Linked DNA regions of Rattus norvegicus: region 1 is linked to region 2. The links are chromatin contacts, called in public Hi-C maps. All regions are on one chromosome and are shown on one strand. The core of a region is the stretch at or near the end of the contact, and the rest is flanking DNA. Distances in the headings are between cores, read along the strand shown. Region 1 holds the start of Pacs1 (phosphofurin acidic cluster sorting protein 1). Region 2 overlaps Pacs1 (phosphofurin acidic cluster sorting protein 1).

Evidence for each region. Hi-C and Micro-C count contacts between places; a contact is called where the count stands out from the background.
Region 1: a contact with region 2 is called in a Hi-C map of frontal cortex, with 2.5 times the contacts expected there. The contact joins the promoter of Pacs1 here to the enhancer-like site in region 2. A contact is called at or near these places in 2 of 12 Hi-C or Micro-C datasets (the A7r5 cell line and frontal cortex).

The regions. Positions count from the first base shown.
Region 1 is chr1:211,997,388-212,000,087 of GRCr8, reverse strand. It overlaps Pacs1 (phosphofurin acidic cluster sorting protein 1), which reads left to right and starts at 1,260. Exons shown (of 24, transcript NM_134406.1): 1 at 1,260-1,709. The coding sequence starts at 1,360. Sf3b2 (splicing factor 3b, subunit 2) reads left to right here. Exons shown (of 20, transcript NM_001106326.1): 20 at 1-310.
Region 2 is chr1:211,882,631-211,885,330 of GRCr8, reverse strand. All of the region lies in intron 10 of Pacs1 (phosphofurin acidic cluster sorting protein 1), which reads left to right. LOC120099980 (a long non-coding RNA gene) reads right to left here. Exons shown (of 2, transcript XR_005499565.2): 2 at 2,083-2,700. Among named protein-coding and RNA genes, the nearest start is that of Klc2, 30 kb to the right of the region's middle. Within about 2 kb of position 1,285, at least 15 of the 93 cell types and tissues checked have an H3K27ac peak or open chromatin away from gene starts, as enhancers often do.

The sequences.
Region 1 (2,700 bases), core at 11-2,510, 110 kb before region 2:
ATAATCAGACTGCCCCACAGAACTATGGGACTGTAGTTGCTGAAATGACTGTGTGGATAATTCACTATCTCCTACCCTTCCTGTGTATGAAGGCTCTGAGGAAAGTACCTTTAGGTCTGGGCTGACCTTACTGCTTTGTCCGTGGGGAATAAAAATAGCCAGCTTAGCACCCTGGCTAGGCTGGGAAGTAACTAACTGTAGGCTGGGGAAGTAGGCCAGGTCAGGCCTGCCTTATTGACCTTGTGGCAGAAAGGCCTATTTCTTACTATTGGAGAACATCTGTATCTAAATAAAATCTAAATTGTTCCAGAGTCCCGGCTAACTACTTGGATTTACTAGTGTGTGTGTGGGTGGGTTGTAGGTGTAGGGTTTGAAGGGCTTGTTTAGTCTTCATCCCTGAGTTCTGAGAAGTTTTTGAAAAACTTGACTAGGTTGGAGCACAGGATTCCATGACATTTGCTCAAGTACTGTGGAGAAGGTGTGGGTGTAGGAGGGTGCAAGAGCTCTAGGTAGGGTGGGGGTGTGTGGGGATGGCAGCTGATCAGGCCTTGAGAGAATTTTAGGAATTGAGAAAGCACTGAGGCACTCTGGGACTTTGTAAAGAAGGCTGTGTCGGGGGCGCTGTACCAAGAATGGCTCTTGGACCTAGCCAAACTTAGCTCACTGGCTCCTGCCTACCCTCAAGCGGGAACTTAAGCTCCAGAGGTGGTGGCCGGTCCCTGGATCTCTACCTACTGCTCCTTTTACAGAAATGGGCGAAATACCCACAGAAGGGGTCGCCACCGCGGGCTGTCCAATTTCCGCGCAACGCGTGACCAGCCGCGGTCCGCCTCCACTACGTGTTCTGCAGATCTCAGGGGCTGAGCGCGCTCCCGTACAGTCCTCTCCTGTTCGGGACCGCGCCCCGGAAAACCCGGGTTTCCGCTGGCGGGGTAGCGGCCGCCCGACGGGGGTGGAGGAAGGAGGGGCGCGGAGCCATCACGCCAGAGGCCTGCAAGGGACGCAAGGGCCGCGCTGCGAGAGCGCGCGGGCTGTAGCCCCTTCCCAGAGGCCGCGGGGCTGAGTGCCAGCCTGGCCCGCCCCTCGGCGCCCGGCTGGGTGGGGCTGCGACTCCCCGCCCCTTTCGGGCACGCCCACCCAGTGTCTGGGCCTCGCGGGCCGCAACAGGCGGCGGGCGAGCGCGAGGACCGCGCGCAGCGAAGGCCCGCGCGTGCGTGCAGGTTCGCTGGTGGCTCGCGCTCCGCCGGGCGTTCTGAGGAGACGCGCTGAGCCGCTGCCGCCGCGGGGGGGAAGCCTGCGAGTAGCTCGCGTGCCCGCAGTCCGCGTAAGCCCCGCGCCCCTTCCACCCCTGGCCAGGCCATGGCGGAACGCGGAGGGGCGGGCGGTGGTCCCGGAGGCGCCGGGGGCGGCAGCAGTCAGCGGGGCTCTGGGGTTGCCCAGTCCCCGCAGCAGCAGCCGCCGCAGCAGCCATCTCAGCCGCAACAGCCGACGCCCCCCAAACTGGCCCAGGCCACCTCGTCCTCCTCGTCCACCTCGGCTGCGGCCGCCTCCTCCTCGTCCTCCTCCACCTCCACCTCCATGGCCGTCGCGGTGGCCTCGGGCTCTGCGCCTCCCGGCGGTCCGGGACCAGGCCGCACCCCCGCCCCAGTGCAGATGAATTTGTATGCTACCTGGGAGGTGGACCGGAGCTCATCCAGCTGCGTGCCCAGGTGAGCAACGGGCGGGTGGGAAAAGGTGTTGGCCTAGGGGACCGCCAGGCTGGCTCTGTGACAGGCCCCGCCTCCCCATCTCTCCGGGTCGAGTAGGGGGGGAGGTCCTCCACTTCAAGATCGTCCTGGCTTGGAGGTGGGGGTGGGGGGCTGCCTTCGCCTGGGCCTTCCAGGACTGTTGTGTGGGCCTGCCCTCTCCAGCAGCCCCACCTTCTGCCTTGGCCTGGACCACCCTCCTGTCCTCTTGGAGCAATGATGGCCTCCAGGACCCAGCCCAGTGGCCTTCCTTGGCTGGGTCTGACTGAATCTGACCTTCCTTACGGTCAGTAAGTCGCTCTTCTTCCTGCTTCACCAACGCCCGTGGGCTGTACATATGTTAATGTTACACAGATGTGGTAAAGATGGCTTTGATATAATTATTTCCCGACGTACTTAGCATGTGTCAAATTCAGTTGTCACCTGTTGCAGGTAAAGCTGGTTAACACTTAGGGGTTCAGTACATACAATCATCTGCTTCATATCACACACATTCTCTGGGTACTCTGTGCTCTTAGTTTGGGGCATCAGGTGAGTGTGTTCTCAAATGTAAGTTTTCATTTCCTTTTCCCCTAGATACTAGTCACAGAATCTCCTGGTTCCTACAAGCTCTGCAAAATGACTACCCTGTTCCTAAATTCAATCCATTTTTCTGTCTGTTGGAACTGTCTGGGAACTTGCATCAAAAAATAACGCTTGGACATAATTTCTGTTTCTCTATGGTAAAGCAGTTGTTCTATATAATTCTTTGGGGACTGTGTTGGGCTTGACCCTGCATTAAGACAGCCTGCAGGGTTGGTTTCACCCAGTAAGCACAAAGAAGTGCCTGGAGGTGTTCATTTTGTGCTTCAAACCCAAGTTGATTCTCAGGTTCTATCCTTACTTACCCTGTTAGTCCAGCAGGGCAGATCATCAGCCAGAGATTGGGTGCACTGTGGTGTTCCACCCTAAAGTC
Region 2 (2,700 bases), core at 36-2,535:
TAGTTGTCAAGCCCTCCTCAGGCTTAGAGAAGCTGTTCATACCTTTGTCCACAACTAAAGGTAAATAAATGGTCACCATCTATAGTTTTAGAACCGAGCTTATGGTGGGCTATTTAGAGCCATATTTTTCTATTAATGAGAGAAACTGACATTCTCCAGTTCTTGCTGTTCTGGCATCAAGTGAGGCATAGTAATTTGTTCACGGGGAGAGTACACATCTTACTCTGCAGTGGCTATTAACTGTGAGGAGATGGACTGAAGGTGCCAGGCATTCCATCTGTTGGAGAGTAGTCTCTGGCTGGCCAGGCTCCTGTGCGCGCCTTCTTCTGGGGCATCTCAGCAACCTTTCTCCCTTCTGCCACCAGGTGGCGCTGTCTCCTAGCTTATCTTTTTATTAAAGAACAGCTGGCTCCCAAGCCCACCAAGAACTGTACCTCAGATCCTAGTGAAAGTGAAAGAAGGAAAACCACGACTCATGTTAAAAATTACCCTTGGAGAAGCTTCACCTGCTACTTGCAAATCCGCATTCCCAGCACCTTTCAAGCATGTTCATAGTGGTCAGGAGCCAAGGAGACAGCATTTAGTGTGCTGCTAATATTGGGGCGTGACTCAGAACAGCTTTTCCGCACAGAGAACTGCCAGATGGTTCTACAGAAAGTCTCTGTCCGTGTGGATAAATAATTGACCACTAGAATCACTCAGAGTAACATCTCTGGGAAGAAACCCAGAGCCTGCTGAAGGGAAGATCATTGCACAGTGCTCTGTATGTGGTGAGCAATGTGCTACTGTGACAGAGCATGTGTAAGGTGTAACCAGGCCAATGATCATGCAGCAGTACGCATGGATAGGCTGTGGCATAGAAGACTGTTCAGTAAACGTTTATGACCACTAAATGAGTAAAAGGAAAAGTGTTTCTGCATCGATGGAGGTTGACTATATAGCTTGTTTGATTTGGCAAAAACAAACAAGGAAGCAGGTTTTAATCCCAGGCAGAGGTGGATCTTTTTAAGTTGGAGGCCAGCCTGGTCTACTTATTGAAACCCTCGCTTAAACAATGGAACAAAAAGCCTTTAACTGTAAGGGGTGAATTTTCCAGAGTGAATCTTAACTCTATCTTCCCACTGACTTGCTTCTTCTCAAGGCTGTTTCCTCATCTGCAACGCCTACATGGAAAACATGTGCTCTAAAAAGCCATGTGGAAATGCTGTGAGATCCTGTGGGTCAGACTTAGAGCGTATTGATTGATAGACCTACAGAAGTACAGTTCCTTAGCACATCCAGTTTTAGAGTCCCAAAACTGACAGACCATGAATGTCTTCTATGCAAGTCCTTCAAATGCTGTCTCTCTTGGCCAGACCTCAAATTCGCTTTGTTGTCTCCCTGCTGAGATTTCTATTTTGAAGAGCCCATATGTCTTCATGTGGGTGTAGAACTGTGGAATCCTTTAGTATGAAGGCACTTTGGGATGGTAGAACAAGGATGTGTTCTTAACATGGAGTAGTTAAGGTAGATTAGGGAAAGGTGTGGTTGTTGGATCTTGGGGTTGTGCACCCTATCTCACCTTGATAGCCTCTTATCCCCATTGCTAAGCACTAGTACTTTGTTTTGTTTTCAAGATTGTGTCTTACTATGTAGCTCTGGCTGTTCTCCTGGAACTTAAAATGTAGACCATGCTGGCCTAGAACTCACAGAGATCTACCTGCCCTTGCCTCCTGGAGTGCTTGGATTAAAGGCATGTGCCACCATGCCTGGCCTACTTTTTTGTTGTTGTTGTTATTATTTTTTAACTTTCCCTTTTTTTCTTTTTGTGGTACAGAGAATAGAACCCAGGGTTTTGTCTATACCAAGAATTATACCAGTTAGCTATGTCACCAGCATTGCTGATGTATTTTCTTTCTTTTTTAAAATTTTACTTTGTGTATGAGTGAGTGTTTTACCTGTATGTATGTACACCACATGTGCACCAGCTTCCCAGAGAGGTCTGCAAAGGGCATAGGATCCCCTAGAACTGGAGTTGCACATGGCTATGAGCCACCATGTGGTGTCAGGAGCTGACCCTGAACAACTGCAAGAATTGCAGGGTTTCTTTTTTTTTTTTTTTTTTTTTTTTTTTTTTTTTTTTTTTTTTTTTCTCGGAGCTGAGGACCGAACCCAGGGCCTTGTGCTTGCTAGGCAAGCGCTCTACCACTGAGCTAAATCCCCAACCCCTAATTGCAGGGTTTCTTTTTTTTTTTTTCTTTTTCTTTTTTTTTTTTTTTTTGGTTCTTTTTTTCCGGAGCTGGGGACCGAACCCAGGGCCTTGCGCTTCCTAGGCAAGCGCTCTACCACTGAGCTAAATCCCCAACCCCAGTTGCAGGGTTTCTAAATCTCCCACTTTTAGGCCCCAAATTCGTAGAGCACTCACTTTATTACTAGAACCAGAAAGAATTTCTGCTGATACAAATTGTAACAGTTGTTGATTTTCTCAAAACTGAAACACACAATTGTAACATTATTTGGTTCTCTATGCTTGTAAGAGTAAAGCCTGATAGTGATTCAGGACACCTGCCCAAGACTCAGCCAGACAAAATGGAAGTCTGAAACTAAGAGTCTCTGTTCTCTGCACACACAGAGCCAGCGCCAGCTGGCTCTGTGTCCTCTTGGTGCAAAAGTGTTAGAGACTAGTACTTCACCTAACATGCTGAAGTCATTGAGCTACAC